2 separate regions of the Oryza sativa genome follow, and region 1 is linked to region 2. The links are chromatin contacts, called in public HiCAR-type maps. All regions are on one chromosome and are shown on one strand. The core of a region is the stretch at or near the end of the contact, and the rest is flanking DNA. Distances in the headings are between cores, read along the strand shown. Region 1 holds the start of LOC4352514 (DNA replication licensing factor MCM7-like). Region 2 holds the start of LOC4352497.

What was found. HiCAR-type assays count read pairs that join an accessible place to other places.
Region 1: a contact with region 2 is called in a HiCAR-type map of leaf, with 3 times the contacts expected there. The contact joins the promoter of LOC4352514 here to the promoter of LOC4352497 in region 2. A contact is called at or near these places in 1 of 15 Hi-C or Micro-C datasets (leaf mesophyll) and 1 of 4 datasets of contacts at active chromatin or transcription factors (leaf).

Annotation. Positions count from the first base shown.
Region 1 is chr12:23,645,009-23,652,215 of ASM3414082v1, forward strand. LOC4352514 (DNA replication licensing factor MCM7-like) reads right to left here and starts at 3,319. Exons shown (of 15, transcript NM_001423567.1): 1 at 3,181-3,319; 2 at 3,004-3,071; 3 at 2,830-2,889; 4 at 2,486-2,715; 5 at 1,664-1,841; 6 at 1,142-1,264; 7 at 939-1,028; 8 at 575-717; 9 at 307-484; 10 at 10-201. The coding sequence starts at 3,226.
Region 2 is chr12:23,327,009-23,333,730 of ASM3414082v1, forward strand. LOC4352497 reads left to right here and starts at 2,262. Exons shown (of 2, transcript XM_015763285.3): 1 at 2,262-2,525; 2 at 3,580-3,958. The coding sequence starts at 2,375. The coding sequence ends at 3,677. LOC4352496 (calmodulin-binding protein 60 A) reads left to right here. Exons shown (of 12, transcript XM_015763398.3): 11 at 193-266; 12 at 396-931. The coding sequence ends at 593.

The DNA of each region.
Region 1 (7,207 bases), core at 2,069-4,568, 320 kb after region 2:
GAATCGTACCAGTGCTCCTCCCTCAAGAACAAACTCATTTGTAACTGGATCTTTCTGGACGGCAGCAGTAAGACCAACACCACTGCTTCCACGCCCTGTGGTATACACTCCTCTTGGAGCAACATTGATGATATGCTTCAGAAGTTGACTCTTTGCAACACCAGGATCTCCCATCAGGCATATGTGCAAGTCTCCTCTTATCTGCACATTAAGAGGGTTAACATTAAGTATACAAGCAGTTGGAGATATTAAAGTTTTATTACTGAATACAAGTGATCACAAGTCCTGGCAACACAACATGCATACCTTCATGCCATCTGTAAGCTTCCGATGAGGTGCGCCAACAAGTAGCAACAGCAGTGCTTTCTTGACATCTTCATGTCCAAATATTTCAGGTGCCAAAGACCTTGCCAACTTATTGTAGATATCACCATCCTCAGCCAAACGGTCAATTTGTTCTTGTTCATCACCTTTAAGTTCATATCTGCAATGATTTTTTGCAACAAATTTGTAATGTCAAATGGCGCTGAGAGACAAGCTGAATAGACTGGATGGCTAGGCTGAGATGGTTTACTCTTCATATTTTTTCTTGAAATGGGTGATAGACATTGATTCCAAGTAGGTATCAGCAACCAATCCTGCACGCATGGCTCGGAATCCATAGTAAGGCATGGGGAGGAAAATGCCTGACATCTCAACCACATCTCCAGGTGCAACCTGGTAATAACAGCATTTAGTACTTGGAGCCATTAATGAATATTTCCTGCTTATGTGGCAGCATTAAGATAATGGATATTTAGTAAATGAAAACCAGAAATCTTATAGCAGCCTCTTCTCAAATTCAGAGGTGGATCCTATGGAAAAACATCAATTTTGTGGTCCCACTCACAAAGCAACACAGAGAACAAAAGCAAAGGGAAAGTTGCAAGTTGATGTACCTTTCTAGTCAGCTCTCCTCTAAGATGAACAGTCAGAGAACGTGGGATGTGACCCTTTGGTACATGTTCTGCTAACTCTTGGAGTTTCACCTACAAGAAAGTGTTGCAGTTCTACGATTGAGTACAATTTGGAATATGCCTAAGTAAGAATAGTTTTGCCTGTTGAAGGTAAACTTTCACAGATTGTGGAGAAGGGTTATTACCTCTTGAAATTTCAGAAATTTTGATGCTCGCAGTTGAAGGATTAGATTCCCTTTGGCTTTGTTCAGCTTGCACCTTTGAGATGGGCATTCAAAGAGAGGCATAAATACTCTAGCAGTCACTTCCTGTCAAATTCAGAACAATACAATGTTAATAGTCATTCTAGAATTTTTCTTCCAGAAGGCACATATAAATATATCTCAGCAAGTGAAAACCACTAGCTCCACAGCTCAATTAAATTTAGCACAAAGTGAAAAATAGCATCCGATGAATTAGACGTTAAACTAGTCTAGGAATATAGGCTAAAAGTTAAGGACAATATGCCTGACACATGGAGTAGAGTATCCAATGAATTATAGGCTAAAGTGGTCTAGGATTATAGGCTAAAGATTAACACATGGAGTGGAGTGGAAAATCATTAAAGCGCTAATCCTTGAGGGGGGCAAATAATCGATACAGTCAACACATAGTCATCACTTCATCAAAACTACTTATGGAAAAAGGAACCTGGAAGAGATGAATACCTGGTATATCTCAAAACCACATTCTTCACATGTATAAACAGCAACTTGCATCAAGGGCTTCACATCCGAGCAGCGAGTCACGATTCCAGATATTTTGACAAGCTGCCCGATGTTGGATGCCTTCACTTGCCTAATGGTGAGTGGAGTCACCTTTGAGAAAGCCTTGATGTACACCTCACTGCAATGTCAAAACCACTTGGTATTCAGATAAAAGCTCAACACAAAACCAACAAAATCATAGTACAAAAACAAGCAATGATTTTTTAAGGACAAAAATAATAAGCAATGCATGAGCACAGACAATTTTAGCTTTCAATATAAGATGGGCAAACGTTCCGGTGGCATTCAAGAATCTGTCACATTACATTATCACATAATCCATGGAAGCACAAATAATTGCAGAACATGCACCAACTGTTGTTAACATACCAAACTGTGCTCAATAGCATCTTTTAGGTAGTGTTCACTGTTCAGTTCCTAGGTCAAGGTGGGACATGGCAATCCTAGGACCATCTAAATTATGTAATCTCACCAACCAAGACCATCTAAAAATCTGTTTGCACAACTTCGTAACTCTCGCGACACTATTTTCCTTCTACAAGTGGGGCGGGCACAGTTTTTTTTTTTTTGCCTGCTTATCATAATTCTACTTCATTTTTTTCTTCCAAATTTTTGTGCTAGCAAGTACGAAATGAACTATTAAGCGGGTTCTTATACGGGTAGTAGGATTGCCCGCTTGCATCCCTAATCACAGCTACTACTATTCATTCTCCAAAAAGGGAAATCACATTTTCATGAGAAATTCAGAGGCAGCACACTCACAAGAACCGCCTGATCTCCGGCGGCATCCTCTGCAGGGGGTCAGTGCCGTCTGCGCCGCCATCGGCTCCCTCGTCGACGCGCTGCGTCATCAAGATGTCCCTGTCCTCGTCGACGGCGTACGCCTCGGTGGACTCCGGCATGAGCTCGTCGATGGCGTCCGCGAATATGCCGATGTAGCGCTTCGTGTTCTCCGTGACCCTCTGCAAGAACTCGTCATCCGCATCCTTGTACTACACAAACACACAAGAAAAAAAAAATTCCACGCCCCAAAAACAATATCAGACTTTTTGCATCTCAAAATAATTGTAGATCTGGAGGAGATGGAGGATTCAGAGATTCCGTACGTGGAACAGGTCGTCCAGCTCGATCTGGACCGCGCGGATCTTCCGGTTCGCGACATCTTGCTGGAGTTGGGACACAACAAAAGAACAGTAAATTCAGTAATTACAGTAACAAATCGGTGGAAAATAAAGAAATTCAGATCCTCAATCGGTAGAACGCGAGGTGGAGATCATTACGAGGATGTTGAGGTACTTGGGCTCGCCGCGCGGGCCGGCGAAGTTGGCGAGGAAGTCCTTGGCGAGCGCTGCGGAGACGAACAAATCACAACGTGAGTTGGGATTTGTTCTGGAAGGTTCCAAGAAGAGATGTTCCGGAAGGTTCTGGAGGGGAGGGGAGGGGGGCGCGTCGCGTACCTCTCTCCGCGGCGAAGTCGATGGTCTTCGTCGCGGTGGCGGCCATGGCGTAGTCGGCGGCGGCGGCGGCGGAGGCGGGAGGAGGAGGAGGGGAGGAGAGGGAAAGGGAGGGAAATTCAGAGGGGTTGGGGGAAATGGCGGGAAGAGGGGGATAAGAGGGAGCGTTTTGGCGGGAAAGGAGGGGGTGCAGTGGCGGGAAGCTTAGGTGGGCCTAGTTGGGCCTGGATTAAATGGGCTTGGATTTGGGCTACTTTGTTCTGGATGTTTGGTGAGTTAAGGCCCAATAGTGTAGTAATTTGTGTGGCTGCGTTAGGTCAATTTATTGCCTTTCTGTTACTAATTCTTTTTTTTAAAAAAAAAACTTTCACTTTTGTAAAAAATGTGGATTTGTTGTACCTAGTCTAATCTGCAAGAATCTAACCATAACAACACTGTACACTTCTGTTATGATATGCTTATGTATTTCTTAGGGATACCAATAACTAATATGCAATATTATAAATTTGATATTTTATTTAGTTTTTTATTATATTTTCACTAATACATGGAAAATTGGTGAGACCGTGAAATATATTGTAATATTTTTCACCCAAAAGATGAACAAGCATGAATTTCTCTGTATGAATATGGTAAAGACCCACAATGTTGCAGCAGCCAATCTGCCAATGGTTTGTGATTTACAGATGCATAGAATTTCCATGTAGATTTTTTTATTTATGTGTAGTGATATTTTCCACAGCCTCATCCTAGCTCATATGTCAACTTCAATCTTTGGTCTAACTCCTAATCTCCTATCCATCCAGGAATCGAATAAGATCATGGAGACAGGGTAGGTTGGTCGATTTGTCAAAACCCTAAAAGAAAAAAAAAAGAAAAAGATAAAACCTGGATGCCTAAGCATGAACAGTGCATGCACCTGAGATATCACAATCACAATCCACCCAAAACTTCCAAAACCATTGGCCCCACTTGCCATCGTTCAAGAATTTTTCTTTTCAATTACCATGACAAATTATGCTTAGTTTGTGTATTTTTATGTAGTTTTTGTGGTATTAGAAAAAAAAGGTATCATAAGGTATAACAAATTATTATGGTATCTTATAATGCAGTAACTCCTCGAAAACTCCAAAAAAAATGGTTTGCTTGGTATAGTATATTAGCATGACAGCAAAAATATCCTGTTCAAATTAGAAAACATATCAGAAAGGTATAACAAATTAATATGATATCTTGTATAGTAGTTGCTTCTAGAAAACTGAAATATAGCTTTCAGTATGTTATGTTAGCATCTAAAACAGCGACTGCTCCTGAAGTTAAACCTGACCTTAAACGTGTCTTAAAAAGAGAGAGATTGTGCAGATCAGTGCATTGCAGCAAGCCATAGTGGCCACTGGATTCAAGCACGTTTATGGTGATCTTTTCAGAGACAAGCCATGGCCCCACTTGACTTTCTCAGTTTTCTTTGCTTAGTTTCCTCTTAATTTTGCTTTCTTAGTCCTTCTCTAAGCTCTAACTAGGAGTACTTTGTCATGCAAATGTTTTTTTAATTTAAATTAATTAGTACTACTAATTCCTTGATGGTCTCTAATAATACAAGTGTGTTGATCTGGTTGTGTGATTGTGTATTCAAGTTGAGCTTCCTATTTTTGTTCATGGAGATTGTGATCACCATTATTTTGTTTCCTGTCCTCTGATCCTTTTGTTAGGTTTTTCCTCTTGTTTCTTGATCAGAAGAATGCCAGTTGGAAAGAATGCAGAAAGGTGTAGTTTTGTGGAGAAAAGAAGAAGTTAGTGTTTTAAGTGGCTGCTTAGCAAAGCTCCTTTTGCACAATCAAAAGAGAGGGGCTTTGCCTTTTACTTTTGAGTGATGGCTGTACCATAAGAAAATTAAGTCAAAAAACATGTAGTACTAATACATAGTGCTGAAAGAGGTGTCATACTCTGCTTGCTGAGAACTTTCCAATTCCACAATGCATGGGTTGCCTACCATGTCATTATTTTTGCTTAATTGATGTTGGATAAGCCTCTTGAAATCAGGTGTTATTATATTAATTATGTACCCATGTTGCATCAATGTAACAGGTGTTCTAGAAAAAGTAGAGCTAGGAAAATTAAATAAGTTCCCACTGTATTTGAGCAGCTACTGGTAGTATTTGACACACTTGACAGAGAAAATAGCAGCTGACTGTTTTAGCTCCAATAGAATTGGTGGTCAATTGGGATACTTCTTCTCATGTCTAATCTCATCCTCAATTTAGTATCTTTTTATTGTTCTAGATCTTTCTTAGTTTCTTCCTTCTTGGTCTTATCCATTTCTAACATGAAGCTGAATCGGTTTGACCAATAAGGCCGCCACTGAAAAGCATTCAAGAACTAAGTGACAGATGGTTTCAGAAATTCAGAAATAAAGATGAGGATAATTTCAGAAAGAAAGAACCATCAGGCTTACCTCTCCGGTATCCCCATGGAGTTACTTCCTAATATAATTTCATCTTCTCATGGAGGATAATTGAATAGTTATTTTCTTTCCATCTCATCTCAAAAAGAAAATGATGGCAAATCATTTGGTATCATTTGCAGGGGAAAAGTTCAGCATCATGTGTGTTTGTCTGAAAACACACATCACATTTACAAGAAGGTTAGGACAATAAACACACTCTTGCAGACAGCCAATGTGCACTAGATATGTCTTCTGTTTGTTTGAAATAGTATAGTAATGGTTAATAGCCTTTTCTTAATGGCCATTAATTTACTTGCCGTCTAAGCTCATCATGAATTCTCATCAAGGCTGTGTTTAGTTCCACGCTAAAATTGGAAGTTCGAAGAAATTGGAACGATGTGATAGAAAAGTTGGAAGTTTATGTGTGTAGAAAAGTTCGATGTGACGGAAAAGTTGAAAATTTGAAGAAAAAAATTGAGAATTAAACAAGGCCCAAGTAAACAGACTCTATAAAAGCATTTTTTTAATGTTAGTGAGTTCTTAGTGTTACCACAACAGTACAATCTCCACTTTGCTTTTCTGAATTTAACAAATCAGCTGCTCCTGGTTACATACTCCCATTTCCTCGGTGGGATCATAATGTGCATAAACCAATGCGTGTTTACCTAATTCAAATTGTACTACAATCATGCTGCAAAATATATACATGAAAAAGATATAGCATGAAAAGGAGGTCAATTTATTGGTGCCATGTTTGCATCAAAATTCCTTTTGGGATTTATTTGTCCACTCTTGTGTGGACCAATCAATTGGCCAAAACATGGGGAGGCAAACTTTTTTTTTCTGACAAGTCCATAATAAGAATTGATATTGTAGAATATACCTCAGAATCATAAGCAATGGCCTTCTTTCGATGTAGGATTTTTTTAAGTGTAGGAACATGTGGCCGTAGCATATGAGTTGGTGGATGCCCACCGACATTGGCATTTGAAGTTTGTTAAATCATTTTATTATGAGAATACTTTAAAATGAGTTTTACTAGAGTGTGAATGAAGGGCCTGTTTACTTTGCTGCCAAAAAAAAACCTTACCAAAATTTAGCATTGCTAAAATTTTGACAACTATGATAAAATTTTGGTAACTTGCCAAAATTTTGGCAGGATTTCTTATATAGTTACCAAAATTTGGCAGCAAACTAAATGTAGCCATTTTTTTACAACTTTACCAAAATTTGATAAGGTTGAAAATGGCACCAAAGTGAACAGTCCCGAAGGACACTGTAATTCTGCCTTGTAAGTATGCAATTGTATGGTTAACAACCAGTTAGTATTAGGATATTTTACTGGGTAGGGAAATCCTTGTCAGGTTATTATCTTTCACAACGGTGGATCCAAGGCTGCTCGGGCTTGTCGGCGGATCACATTTTTTGTATTTTTTTAGTGTTCAACAATGTCTAAGATTGTATATATTTGTTTATTTGGACTCTGGAAAATTAATAGATCCGCCACTGATCTGTCAGAATCTTACAAAATTGTTTTGCAAATATTACGCCATTAGTTTTTCTAAAAAGACCTCCATCTAAATCTAA
Region 2 (6,722 bases), core at 1,012-3,511:
CTTACTGATTCCACAATTTTCCTTTGGTAGGGTTTTGCTTGGATATGTGAATTTCCTTTCAACTTTGAGCTAAACATTAAGAAATACCCAAACGAGTCCCTCTACCCCTTTAGCTCTTATCTTTTCCTTCGTGCATGCATTCTGCATCAATCATTTTGATACGATGACATCTAAAACTCCAAATTTTTGCAGATCAAGCACCAACGCCATTTCCTGATTGGCAACAAGATCTCCAAAGGCTGATGAGCTCTTCTGATACAATCGACGTTAGTGAAACCCACAGCAATTCAGCTCTGTTTATTTTTATTTTCATTACTGTCAGGATGCTGTGTACAGCTCAGTGCTTGCAGTAATTTTTACATAGTATGGTTCATGACTCGGCATTCATTTTGCAGTGGCCGAGCTTTGAGAGGATTGTATTGGGTGGCACCTCAGAGGAATCGAGTTCTGCTCAACACCAAGTTCATCAACTCCATGAAAGCATGCCTCCTGCTACATCGCCATGGGTGGCGGCGCCGCAATCGCGTGCTCAACACGGGGAGGAGCCTAGCAGGTTACCATTTCCAGGATCAGACCACAATAACAACTGTTAGTAACAAATTGACAGTGCAGTTCTTCTATGCCAAAAAAAGAAAAAAAAAAGGCAATGCAGTTATCAGGTTGCTGCACAGCTATGTACTCAGTTGTCTCGTCAGTGTAGTGTACAGATTTGCAGTGTGCAATTCTGATTTAGGTTGTGGCTATCTTATTCATCTGCAGATCATTAGTGATCTACGGTGTGTTTGTAATGTGTAACTGTAAGTCTGTAACAATGCAGGTGGTATGTCTGCTGGCCAAAAGAAAGAAAAAGAAATGATCTGTGATGTATTTATTTCTTTTCCCTGATTAGGGAGCTCATTTGTATATGGAAACATGGTCTAGATTCTTTACATTTATTGGATCTTCACGCTACAATGCAACATCAAGGGTCCATGTATTCTGGGTTATAATACTTTAATTAGACCCTTGTCTTTTGATCTTGTTATAAGATTTATGGAGGCAAAAAAAATGTATTAAACAGCAAGATATATATATATATATATATGTATATATATATATATATATATATGTATATATGTATATATATATGTATATGTATATATATATATATATATATGTATATATATATATATATATATATATATATATATATATATATATGTATATATATATATATATATATATATGTATATATATATATATATATATATATGTATATATATATATATATATATATATATATATATATATATGATTTTGAACTCTTTAATGCCAAATTAAACTTCAGTTTTTGGTCGAGATTTTACTTTTTGAGAAGTGTTTTGTAAATATTTGCTTTCTTCTTAATGAAATGAGATGTGGTTCTCCTGTGCTTTTCAGATAAAAAAAATTTAACTTTAGAATTTTTTTTGAGCACCTACCACTGAAATCACAAAGCCGTTAAAACCTAGAAAATTTGCTCCCATAGGGAGTCAAACCCAGGACCTCAGGTGCTACTAAGGCTCTTGTAACCACTAGGCTACAGGCCCTTTCGCTGAACTTCAGATTTTAACATGGGTTGATTGATGGTTACCTGTGAGCATTTTACGAACAATTACAAACTCCGGCTACTTGAAATCTTGAGAAACCGTAGACCGGGGGAATGCAGGATTGGGAGCAATTAGATGAGGATTAGAGAGAAGATCACACAAGAGCAGGGGAATCAATCGACCGCCGAGCTCGATTTTTAATTAGAACAGTGTATATTTCAAAGGATAATTTTTAAAAAACAATTAATTTATGGTTTATCATATTAGTAGAAGAGGAAAAAGAATAAAATAAATATATGATGCTAATACAAGGCATACAAGTAACATATTTGATCTACTAATTTATTAAATAGCAACAAAAAAATTATATATTACTAGGCTTGTTAGAAGCTCGAGCTCGGCTCGACAAAGCTCGCGAGCTTTGGGACAGGCTCGGGCTCGGCTCGTTTGGAGCTTGAGCCGAGCTCGAATCGAGCCTAGAACGAGTCGAGCTTAAGCAGCTTGTGAGTCTCGAGCTTTTTTTATAGCCCTAAATGGAAGAGCGCGGAGGACGGCAAGAGGAGAAGATAGGGAAGCAGGGGTCGATTTGCAAAATTTCTTATCGCCTAGTACCAAACAGCAGCGACCCAACCAGGGCCCATTTGCTAAATTCGTGATCGCTTATTAGTGGGCCCATCATCCACTCCGGCCCACGACGACCAACACCAAACAAACCCTAGCTCACCGGCGTCGGCGGCGGCGGAAGGCGGTCGCCGGCACGCCACAGCAAAGGCAAACCCGCAGCAGCACGAACAAACAGGCGAGCGATGGGAGGAGGCGAGGCCACCAGCGGAGGAGGAGGAGGGTTCCGCGCGCGGGTGGAGCACTACCTGTACAGCGGCGAGAAGAAGCACGTCGTCGCCGGCATCGCCATCTTCGCCGCCATCTTCGGCGTCCCCTGGTACCTCATGACCCGAGGTATTCCGCATGATCGCTTTCTCTCTTCCTCCCCTCATCATGAACTGATTTGACCCCCCAAGCCGTTCAGAGAACCAGTTCATGTTGCTGATGATGAACTCAGTAGTGTGGAACTACGATGTTACTAGGTTCTAGGAGCGAAGGGATTTTTCGCACAAGAGTTTATTGTACAATACTGTGGTGATAATGGCATCTGGTATGTTTTTTGAGACCCGTGAAATGAAACGGGTTTGAAATTTGGGATTGCTTGGGGGCGTATATGAATTGCTATGAAGATTTAGGAGTTTCCCTTGCGTGCCGAATTTTGGGAAAATGCAGGCATTGTAAGCGTAATAACTTGGTAATCTCACCAAATCAGGCTGGTACTGCAACTTGTGACAGGCTATTTTGCTTCAGTACCAGCGCTACTAGACTAAGCATTTGTTATTTCGTTGTTTTGAGATCTTCCTCTCTCTTGTTGTCACAATGTTCTCAGATTGTCACCGTCAGTACGAAGAGATTCGTACTACTAGAAAATATCCCATCCAATCCTAGATTCTTATATTTTTGGGACGGAGGGAGTATTAATGATAATGATCCCTTGCACAATACCCTTGGAGCTATCCAGCTAGTTCCATGTACATTGTGCACATGACACTGTCACTGCCATCACCATTGCTTATCATCTCGCAGTTTCATGCCCTCTCTTTCTTTTACTGTTAAGTTTTGATGATCAATCAGCAATTTGAGGTGTCCGTGTTCATTTTGAAGTTTTTATAACTGATATAAGGACAGCTACTTGATCTTGCCTTTTTTTTTTGAGTGGTGTGATGGTACTAAACTCTTAGCTATTCGTAATACGCATCTCTACATTTTCAGGGTGACCAAAGTGTTTAACATAAAATTAGATATGAGTTAGATCTGTGCTTTTAGGCTGGGCAGGCATGTTTTGGTTTCTGGTTGAGAATGAATGTTGATTTTTGTTGACTGTAACCCACAAATGATGAAATTTTTAGAATACTCTTTTTGATACATGAATACCAACTGATTATGCAATTTGTTCCATCTACTGCAGGGGCAAAGCATCAGTCGCACCAAGATTACATGGAAAGAGCTAACAAGGCGAGGTCGGAGAGGCTTTCTTCTGGACAGGCATCTTCGCCAAAAGAGTGAAACAGTAATCCCCTAACTCAGATTTGCAAAACCTCAGGCCGACACAGCTATGATAATCTGAGAATTCGATCCTGTTGTGAAATAAGCAGACCATCTCGATTCTCATCTTTCAGTTGTAGGAAACATGGGTTGAATGTAATACGTCACATGAAATTTTGTCAAATGCAGCTAGCTCTCTTTACATTCCGCACTATTCTACAAGGAGATGATTGACAAAGACAAACACCTGATTTATTTGTCTCAAATGACGATTCTAGAGCCAATTACCTTGACTTGAGATATTCATGCGTCTGTTTTTGTGGATGGCTATATCTTCTGTGTGTTTGTGACATGAGATTGTTGTACTGCGGAGATGCAATTTTGTCACAAGGTGAGATGAATTTATCCGTTGCAGGGAAGGCATACAACTTCCGTTGCAGTGAGCTGGTTGATTCAAGCTCAATCTGGATGCATGGTGCTTTGTCTACAACCCAATGTAGGCCGTGTGGCATGCCTGTTTATTCAGTGTCTAAAATTGCAAAGTTTTCTTCCCGTCGCCCAAAAGATTTAATTTTTTTCTACTTGCCCCTATCTCTGAACTGTGCTGTTTATAGTTTTTGCAGATGACTGAATACTAACCATTACCAATTTAATTAGCGTTGCTATGGATAGGACAACTGCCTCCAACTCCATGGAGTTGTGTTGATATGCAATCTTCCCCATCAATTGAAATGTGGTGGATTTAAACAAAAAAGAAAGAAAGAAACAAATGCACATCCATCTGAAAAACCCAGAAGGAAAATATTGTCATCTACAGAATTGCAGTCTGAAGATTTGCTGTTCTTTCTCTGCTGGAAAAGAAGCAGTGACAACAAGAAGCTGACACAAGCGTGCCTATGGTTAGGGAGATCCAAATTAGAGAAGAATGATTCTGAACTCTTCCCATGTCGGCATTAAACTACAATTCGACGGGGTTGATTAATCATCACTACAGAATCAAGTCGTGGCTTACTGGCATATCAAGAGGGGAAAAGGTGAATGGTTTGATACTTCGATGAAAACCACGCGGATTCCCCAGAAATAGTCCTCGTTACTCGTCAGGTGCACACGCTTACAGCACCAGTACTTCTGACATTGTGATTAGTTTCCATAGTCCCATGTCCTTGTTTTGATTTCTTTTTAAGGTAATGTGTTCTTGTTTTTCTATGGCAAACATGATAGGGGCATTCAAAACACCCTATGGTTTTCGAGCTTTCGACTTTTGATGCAACATAAGTAGGGTGTAGCTAAAATTAGTAAAGACTCATCTAACTAGATATTATCCCCGTTCAAAAATAAGTTTATTTTTCACCCATTCCACACATACCAATTTAAAAAAAAGAGAGAAGAATATCTCCACTTCATCAAATCATAATGCAATTGTCCTATATTTTTTCTACTTCCAATGCACATGTCTTCTACTTTCATAAACACCAATGTAATAATTGCTAAAAGATAAATTTATTTTAGGACAAATAAGAAAGGGTAAAAATGATCTTATTTTGGAAGGGTAGGAATAGATATCAGGGGAACTGATAAACCAATTAAGATATATTAATTAGATTTCTGAAAAAAAAACAGAAATCAAGCTAAGAGCATATTAGAGTGTAGTAGCAACTCGTTGTCAACCTTTTGCATGCTTTTCTGATGATTAAATAAACTATCATCAAGTAGCATATTAGATTGGACAAGGTCGCCCAAAAGATTCGATTTCCCCCTTTGTCCATATCTCTGAACATTCCTGTTCATCGTTCCATAGCTTTGTGTTTGTGTACATCCATCTAAAGAAACCTGCGTCCTCAAACATACTCTCTCCGTCCAAAAAAAAAAGACAAACCTTAGTTTCCGTGCCCAACATTTGACCGTCCGTCTTATTTAAAAAAATTATGAAAAAAAAAGACAAGTCACGCATAAAATGTTAATCATGTTTTATTATCTAACAATAATGAAAATACGAATTATAAAAAAATTTCATATAAGATGGACAGTCAAAGTTGGACACGGAAATACAGGGTTTGACTTTTTTTTTTCGACGGAGGGAGTATATGCTTGTAAGAAAATTTTGTCATCTAGTATGGAATTGCAGCCTGAGCATTTGCCACTGCAGAATTGGATGAGATAGCATCATGTTGTAGAGGATCTTAGTATTAAACTATAATTTGACAGGATTGATTAATGACCATTGCAGAGTCAAGTCGTCGAAGTGGATGTCTTACTGGCTTATCAAGAGGGGGAGAGGGGAATGACTTGATGAAAACCACGCGGCTTCCCCAGGAATAATCGTAGTATAGTACTACTACTCTACACGCCAGTAGTGCGTGTGACAGTGTGATTAGTTTCAATGATCTTGTCTTGATGTGACAAATAATGATGGTGACAATTGTTGTGACAATTGTAGCTTGATTTGTGGTTGGTGCATGTTGCCTACTGCTATCTTCCCTGAAAATAGCAAACATTCCTACTTTCTATGACAGCATCACGGTGGTGACTTGTCAAAAGTAACCACCTATGGTTTGTATCCTTGATGCAATTTAATGCAAAATAAAAAGGTTCGATGCAGCTGAATTTCGGATATACTGTACTACCTCCATCTCAAAATATAATAACCTAATATGAAATGGGATTTATCTCGATCCTTTGTCCAAATACACAGTATAAGGATGAGTCTCATTTAATATTAGCTTGCTCCTCCCTCCATCCTATATTAAGTTAATCTGGTACAGGACTGATATAATACTACTACGAATTTAGATAGTGTTAAAAAGATTTAAAGTATTAGGATATATCATATCATATATTAGATTAACTTAATATAAGATGGAGGAAATATATTTTTAGGATATAGATAGTTACCAAATAGATTCCACGTGTAGTTATCAATGAAGCTATGCAAAACTGGCTAGCTAGACTAATCAAGAAATCAAAACCAAGACATGTTGAAATAGTGTGGACGACAGTGGCAGACTGGCGGCAACTCGTGATTAACTGTTCGCATGCATGCAGAACTGAAGATGATTACTTGATTAG